Regions from separate parts of the Mus musculus genome. Here region 1 is linked to region 2. A link is a contact called in public Hi-C data. All regions are on one chromosome and are shown on one strand. Each heading gives the region's core, a stretch centred on a gene start, on an enhancer-like site or on the middle of the called end of the contact. The rest is flanking DNA. Distances are from core to core; before and after follow the strand shown. Region 1 overlaps Rfx4 (regulatory factor X, 4 (influences HLA class II expression)). Region 2 holds the start of Hcfc2 (host cell factor C2).

Region 1 (3,907 bases), core at 1,193-3,692, 2.1 Mb before region 2:
CCCAGCCCAAGGACAGAGGCCAGTAAAAAGGGCCATGAGGGGAAGAGAAGCAAGATGTGATGGAGAGTATTTTCTTCTGCCTACTGTCGCACACACATGGCTCCCTCTGACCCTAAGATACACTGTTTGTGCAGCCAGGCTGCTCTCCGCTGTCCTAGGGAACACCCAAATGAGTCCAGTCTCTGACACCGGGCAGAGATGGGAACACAATTATCATGTCTCCATGTCTCTGGTTCAAGGCCCCCAGTTGTTTCATCAACTTTTCGAAGAAATTTCTCCTGCTTTGTTACTATCCAATTTTCTAAACATCTTCTTGTCGGTCAATGTCCTTGGGGCCATCTGTCAAACAGAGTCAACTCGAAGGGCCCAGACTGTGGTGTGACTACTTAGAGTACCCATGCTTCCAGAAACTTTGCAGTTGAGGTTGGGATGGGACTGTGTAGGGTTTGCCATCTCAATCAGAATGGCGTCTATACTGAATTTTAATGAGGCTCTATAACTCATCTACCTTTGTAGTGTATGCAATTCAGGAACAAAGGCTAACCCATGTTGAACAATTATGGGTTCCACAGTGTTCAAATTGGCATATGGCTCATCACAAGAACTCTATGAAGTTGTTAAAGGGCATGTGTTAGGGCTGGAGAATCAGTTCCGAGAAAGCATGAGGCCCTGCGTTCAGATCCCTAACATCCACGTAAGAAGTTGAGTGTGACAGATTATCATCCCAGTGCTGGGGAACAAAAAGGAAGAGCTCTGGGGCTCGCTGGCCAGCCAATCTTGCCAAATAGGCAAACTCTAGGCTTAGGAGAGACACCATATCAATGTGGTGGCATACACCTGTAATCCCAGCACTTGGTAGTGAGGGTCAGGCAGATCTCTGAATTCAATGGCAGCCTGGTCTACAGAGTTAGTTCCAGGATAGCCAGGGTTACATAGAGAAACCCTACCTTGAAAAACCAAAAATAAAATAAAACAAAAAATTAAGGTGGAGAACCTCTGGCAAACATATCCATACTCCACCTCAAGAGAAAAGGGAACGGAGGTGGGGGTGGGGGGGGGGAGCAGAAATACATTTTGAGGTAAGAAAGCTAAAACTTATAGAGAGTAGATGATTGGTCAAAGTCACCCAGCTGGTAGAGGTCAGGATCAGCAGCCCAAGGTCATAACCTCAATTCTCCACGTGGGAGCTGAGCCTCCTTCTCCTGCCTCCCACACGGCTCCCAGACAGTGTCAGCGCTGCGACCTCAAGCAAAACCTGATTTGTGTCAGAACTTTCAATAAAACTCTACCTACACATTATAATTTTTGCTAAATACTCTTGCCTGTTTCTTTGTCAGCCTTTGGCACGTGTGGCGGGCTCTTCAGCTGGCAGCTCAAACACCTCAGGAGTGGAGTTTATTTGGGCCTTTCTTTTGACCCTCCACTAGAACCAAGCACACGGCGCCCAGTCTCACCTCAATACATGCTACATTACTGCCATGAGATTTCAAAGAACGTGTGACTTATAAGTAGACCTGGCCCCACAGCTGCAGACCTGGCCCCACAGCTGCACACCTGTCCACACAGCTGTAGGATTCTCTAATCTTCCTCATCTTCAAGGCTAGGAAAAGCACAGCACATCAAAGACTTTTTCTCAACTTAGGATAAGCAAAATGTTGTGCTTTTGTGTGTATGTGTGTGTGTGTATGCATGTACACACCCCCCTCCACCCCCCCCACACACACCTTTTTGATGTAAGAAGCTGTACTAGAGAGATGCTATCTCCTGAACTCTTGAGGGTAGGAGCCTATAGATTTATTTGACATGAATGACCTCTTTGCCTGCACATGTGTTCATGTATGTACATTGTCTGTTGCCCTCTGGGGTCAGATCCCATGAACGTGGAGTTACTGATGGCTGTGAACCACCATGCGTGTGTCAGGAACCAAACCTAGGTTTTCTGGAAGAGCAATTAGCGCTCTTAACTGCTCACCTCTCCAGCCTCCTCCCCATCTCTTTGCTTGTTTGTTTTGGACAAGGTCTCAGGCTGTAGCCCAGGCTGACCTCTACATTTCAATTCTTCTGCCTCCTATACGCTGGATTTCAGGAATGTGCCACCATTCCCAACTCCCATTTTCCATCTTGAACCCAGCTGTCTGCTATGCCTGGCCCCAGAGATGTTGCACACACTAAATAAACCATATCAAATATGTTCTCCCGCCAGCTCTCCACTACTCCATCAATAAGAAGTTCCTACCATGTGGCAAGTATCCCCCAAGAACGCATTGTCACATATTGGTCTAAATTAAACCTCAAAACAGTGTTCTCGCCATGACTTGATAGCTCTATTTATAGATATGGGAACTTGAAGTGGAAGTCACAAAGCGCGGCCAGCTGTGACCAGCGCGGCCACACTGGCACTCTTCCAGTGCAGAAGGAGCTCACCACTCACACGTGATGACTTCCTGTAGTGAAAGTCAAGCTTGTGGCAAATGTCGCAAAGGATATGAGGATGACTGCGAGCTCAGCCTCCTGGGCCGTACCACAAGCTGGGCTCCCAGCCGCCCGAAGCAGGATGAGACTCTGCCTGCCCATGAGTCTTACTCCTCAGGACCTTAACCAGCTTTACTTACAGGCAGCCCTTCATGCCTCTTCACTTTGGTTCAAAGACTGAGAAACCCTGATTTCCACAACTTTTCTCCATTTCATAGGATGAAACTGAGCAGAACCATACAGAGGACTGATTTCCTAGGAGGTGGTGGAAGAAATAGGAAGTTGCCCCATCCAGGAGACACCATGGCCCAGGCACCTGGAGCTTAGAATTCTGCTTGACAAATGCATTCATAACTTGAGGGGTGGAAGGTAGGGCACTGATTAAAATGAATCTTAAAAGCCAAAGCCTCGTGAAAGCTTGGGGACACGTTCTTGGGGACCTGAGATGGAGCTGTCTATGTATTCATTTTACAATTACTGCCATGTGCCTTTCTTATAATTCTAACAGAAGCCTTTCCTCTAGAGCCCTGGGGCCTAGGATCTCAAGACCTACAGATTTGTTTTCTAGAATTTAGTTTCCTCAGCCTTATTTGCTCCATTCAATATCTTGTCCCCAAGAGCTATGAATAGTTAGGAAAACAGTTGGCAGAGATGACTAATGAAACACCAGTTGCTGGAGTCACAGACAGGGAGAGCCTCCGTCAGAAAGGCCTTGGAAGATGAAGAACTTAGGCAAAGACGAAGGGGAGAGAGCAAGCCCTTTGAAGAATCAGAAGTTAGCCAGCATCATGTTCCCTTTAAGGTCCAAGATGCCTGACATGACGTCATGAGGGCGTTACAGGCAGGACAGGGTGGGAGAGAAGGCAGACTCGGTCTTGGTGGACTGTGAGATTTAGAGTCAGAACACCTGAGTTCAAGTACCAAGTACCGGTGCTACCACTCATAGCTATGAGGTCGTGAGGGTGGGTCCCAGGTTCCTAAATCCCTGCCTGCCAGGGTTCTCCAAAGATGCCCTAAAATAGCAATGGCAAAGTGCTGGACCCATTTGGCCTCATGGGGCATAGGAAACTGGAAAGGCACTGTCTCTTAGAACCCAGGAGCTTTCTGGAGAGATGAAGCCAGAGAGTCAGCGTGGGGGTGGGGGCTATGAACTGTAGCAGTGACTGAGTGTTCACCTCATGCCAGTTCAGTTACCTTGGGTTACACGCCTCCTCTGTTCTCGTCAGAGAAACCAAGGCAGACAGCCCACTAGCTCTGACTTGCTGGACAGAAACTAAGACAGACAGGGCAAATCCAGGTAGAGTAACTCAGACGGCTGGTGGCTGAGTTGAGTCAGGTCTAACTCCAAAGCCGGCATCCTGATCCAGGACACACAGCAAGGAAGCAAGGCATCCAAAGAGAGCCTGTGGCCTTGGGAAGGAAGACAGATCCATCT
Region 2 (3,911 bases), core at 508-3,007:
ATGAGTGATAAATATATTAGTCAAAGGATCTATACATATAATCAAAGAATATGTGTATATATACTTACATAATAATACATACATACATACATTCATGCATGCATATCCATCCTTTATTCCAACAGTTCTCAATTGGGGACTATTTTGCTCCCCCAAGAATACTGATTTTACAATGTCTAAAATCATATATAGTTGTCACAACTGGGATGGAGGTGTAACTACCAACCCATGGCTCGAGCCTGAGGATGCCAGCACGCATCTTACAACATACAAGGTAGTAGCCACAGCCAAAAATCACCAGTCCCAAAATGTAATAATGCTGCTGTTGAAAACCCAGATCTGGGGCAGGCACTGGTGGCACATGCCTTTAGTCCGAGTAAAGCACTTGGGAGGCCGAGGGGCTCATTGATCTCTGTGAGTTCGAGGCCCGTCTGGACTACAGAGCTAGTCTTAGGACAGCCAGGGCTACACAGAGAAACCTGTATTGAAAAAGGAAAAGAAAACCTGTTCTGCATCATTGTACTCTTAAAAAAAAATCCTGGTGTCACCCCCCATTAAAGAAGTGGAAAACCTGTGATTTAGAAAGACGTGGTAACTTTAATGCTGATTTAGAACAATTGCCAAAGCAAGATTCAAAACAGACCCAATTTCTTCTAAGCCCAGGGTATTTACACTATACCAAATCAAACATCTTCAAAACTTTTTCTGTTGGAGTACTGAGGAGAGTCAAAACTAACAAAATTTCTCCTACCGTTTTTAGCTTTTAGAGGACTACTGTGATCAAGTTGTTTCATCAAAGTTGTAGGTTGTGAACTAAAACGACACCAAATTCAGTATCTAGCCTTAACTAGTTTCCTATGATTGCTAGACTACTTGTAAGTGGAGAAAATATACTTTCAACCAGCACGGAGGTCAAGACCTGCCCCCTTAACAAGTGACACTTCGAGCTGTGCAGCGGTGCCTTAGCTATGACAGCCCCTTGGCGAGGACCAGCCCGGAAGGGCAGAGCACATACACTACAGACATCGGCTAATCAGAGACCAGTCCGCGTTCACCCACAACTCTCTCCGCCGCGAGTTTAGAGAACTGTCTTGCGGGCTTCCGCCCGGTACTAACTGTACCTACGCTGAAGAGGCAGCCAGGAGAACCTCCCCGCCCCTCAACTCTCTAGGTTCTAAGAAGGGGGCTGGGGGAAGGCAAAGACCACCGAGGCCCGCCTTGGGGTGGGTTTTGTTCTTGACACTGGCGGGATCTCCACCCCTTAAGTGACCGGCCCTAGGGTGGAGGCCCAGCCGTGGAACCCGCCGTCTCGGGTCCACGGGGAGGGATGGGCCGGGGTGTCTCGATGTCTACCGGTGGAGTCACGTCCAGCCCGCGGAACCGCGAGCACCGAGCCGCCTTCCAACACGTTGCGAGCTCGGGCTGCCGACCCAGCCGATCTTCCCCCGCCGCCTGCCCGGCTGGGGTAGCGGCGACCCGGCGGTGACAGCTGTCAGGCCCGCGTCCGCCGCTCCTCCCCTCCCCCTCCGCGGTCCCGAGGCGGGGTCGCCGAGCCGCCGCCTACCGGTATTGTAGACGTGCAGCTCGTCCGCGATGCCCTCGTTGCCCCCGCCGAAGATGATCATCAGCTCCCGGATGGCCACGGCTCGGTGTCCGTGCCGGGCGCGAGGCACCGGTCCGGTAAAGGAGGAAACCCGCCTCCAGTTGAGGAGGCTGGGAGCCGCCATCTTCCCAACCCCCGCCCCTCGGCCCACAATGCCCCGCGCGCCACGGGCTCCACGGCTCGTGGGGAGGACGAGCGCCGCCTCCAGCTGTGCGCGGGAGGCCCGGCACGTGACCCGCGGGCCCCGCCCCCCCAGCCCGTGGCGACGTGGCCCTCGGGGCTCCGCCAAGATGGAGCCCCTCCCGCCAACCCTGCCAACCCTCCTCTCTGTGGCTTTCAGTGGGGTGTTCGGGGAGGAGGTTACAGCTTTGTCCTTTAGGTCCACTTGGAGCATCTTCTGTGTAGGAGCGTCACGCCCTGGAAACTGTTATCACAGGCACTGGAGAAGAGCTGCCTGCCGTGTAGGTCCCAAGTGATGAGAGCACAGGGAGCGCCTAAGGCAAATCTGTCATCTCAAAGGAGGGTCTCCCAGACTGCAGGACAAGGACAGTGGACACGGTGGCTAAGTGCAGGGCCTGAGCACGGCTCAGATTTGGAGGTGACAAGCCTACACAGCAAAAGATAACCCCAAAGGTGATTTTCGGTTCATTTAGGTGTATTAGTTGTCTTGTTGCTGTGAAAAAATCCCCTGACAAAAACCTTTGAAGGACAGAAGGGTTTGTTTCCCCTCACTGAGAAGCCCATCATAATGAAGAGGCTTGGCTGGAAGTGGCTGGTGGAATTTCATCTGCAGAGAGCCACGGATGCTGGAACCGGGCTGCCTTATTATTTAGTCCAGGATGGCATCCCAGTTTATTTCTACCTTAATTTATTTCAACCTTACATCTATTCCCACCTTAATTAATCTGATCTAGATAACCTCATAGGCCTGCCCACGGGCTTGTCTCCTAAGTAAGTTTAGATAGTATCAAATCAGCAATATCGACCATCACAGCAGGTCATTATTTTCATGCGGAGGCTTCTTTTTATAGTGTTGTTAATATTCTTAGACAAAAAGACTAAGGGGGAAACCCTTAAAAGTTGCAAACTCAGTGTTAATTTGGAAAGAGTCTATTTTGTAGGCCTGCTATATCAAAGTGCCACAAGCCTTGTGCCTTGAAAGAGTTGAATGGCACTCAGGAGTAAGAGTTTGAGGCCAGCCTGGCCTACATGGTGAATAAACAGCCAGGGCTAAATGGAGAGACCCTGTATCAAAAAAACAAAAACAAAAACAAAAACAAAAACAAAACTGGGTTTGATTTCCAGCACCTACATAGCTGCTTACAATGGTCTGGAACCCTCTGTTCTGGGGGATCTACACCCTCTTCTGGCCACCACAGGTACCAGGTGGGTCTGTAGTTCATAGACATACCTGCTGGCAACGCACCTGTACTCATCAAAGAAAATCTTAAAAAAGAATAAACACATTAGAATTGTCTCACAGTTGGAGAGAAAGTCTGAACAGAACACCAATGTAGGTAACACGTGAAGGAAAGGTTGGACAGGGTAGAGAAGGAGGGTGAGCTGTACCCCTAAGAAACCAGCATTTAAAAGGTTATAACAGAAGGCAAAAGGGAACTGGGGACTTGTTCTATGGGTTTGGCTTTGAAAACCACTTCCACCTTTATGAACCTCCCTTTGCCTGTGGCTTCTTCTAAATATCAGTCCTCGCCAAGTTCCCTTTTGACCTCTTAGCTATTAGTGTTCCATTTCCTTTAGAAGCCACACAGAGTTCATGTAGGAGGAGGAAGTGTTGGATTTGCAAATTAGGAGGTTGCTATTGGCCTAGAGTTAAACACTTTAAGTGGAGGAGGAGAGGCTAGAGAGAGCCAAAGAATGAGTGGGGGAGGAGATGCAGAGAGCATAGTCTATTGTTCTTTGGAGTTGTTGCCATGGAAGCAAGAACCTGTGCCATTCTCAGGCTACACCTCGCACATAGTTGTCATTCAGTAAAATAATTTCTATAATCTTTATATATTACTACTGCTTCCAATCCTATTCCTTAGCTACAGGGCATTGAAGAGCCAGTTGTAGAGCAAGACACCAGTGCCCAAGTGTGGCAGACCTCTGAGAGCTATGGGCAAGGTCTCGGTTGAGGACTCTGGGGAAGACTAGCGGATGAGCTCAATAACAGATGGTCTAATCAGGCACTGTTCTCAAGATGAGAGAGGCAGACGTCTATTTACAGATCAGAGGGCTCTGGCCATGGTTCTTAGCTAAAGCTGTAGCGGGGGCCATGGAGAAAAGCAAGGTGGGGCTCTAGGCCATG

The links. Hi-C and Micro-C count contacts between places; a contact is called where the count stands out from the background.
Region 1: a Hi-C map of B cells shows a contact between it and region 2, with 6 read pairs. The contact joins the enhancer-like site here to the promoter of Hcfc2 in region 2. A contact is called at or near these places in 2 of 39 promoter capture datasets (liver and pre-B cells), 1 of 484 Hi-C or Micro-C datasets (B cells) and 1 of 9 other capture datasets (liver).

What each region holds. Positions count from the first base shown.
Region 1 is chr10:84,773,311-84,777,217 of GRCm38.p6, reverse strand. The region is part of intron 1 of Rfx4 (regulatory factor X, 4 (influences HLA class II expression)); the gene reads right to left. Among named protein-coding and RNA genes, the nearest start is that of Rfx4, 19 kb to the right of the region's middle. Within about 2 kb of position 2,442, at least 93 of the 459 cell types and tissues checked have an H3K27ac peak or open chromatin away from gene starts, as enhancers often do. A contact at or near this core is called in B cells and pre-B cells, where this site is marked.
Region 2 is chr10:82,696,960-82,700,870 of GRCm38.p6, reverse strand. It overlaps Hcfc2 (host cell factor C2), which reads right to left and starts at 1,757. Exons shown (of 14, transcript NM_001368720.1): 1 at 1,565-1,757. The coding sequence starts at 1,727.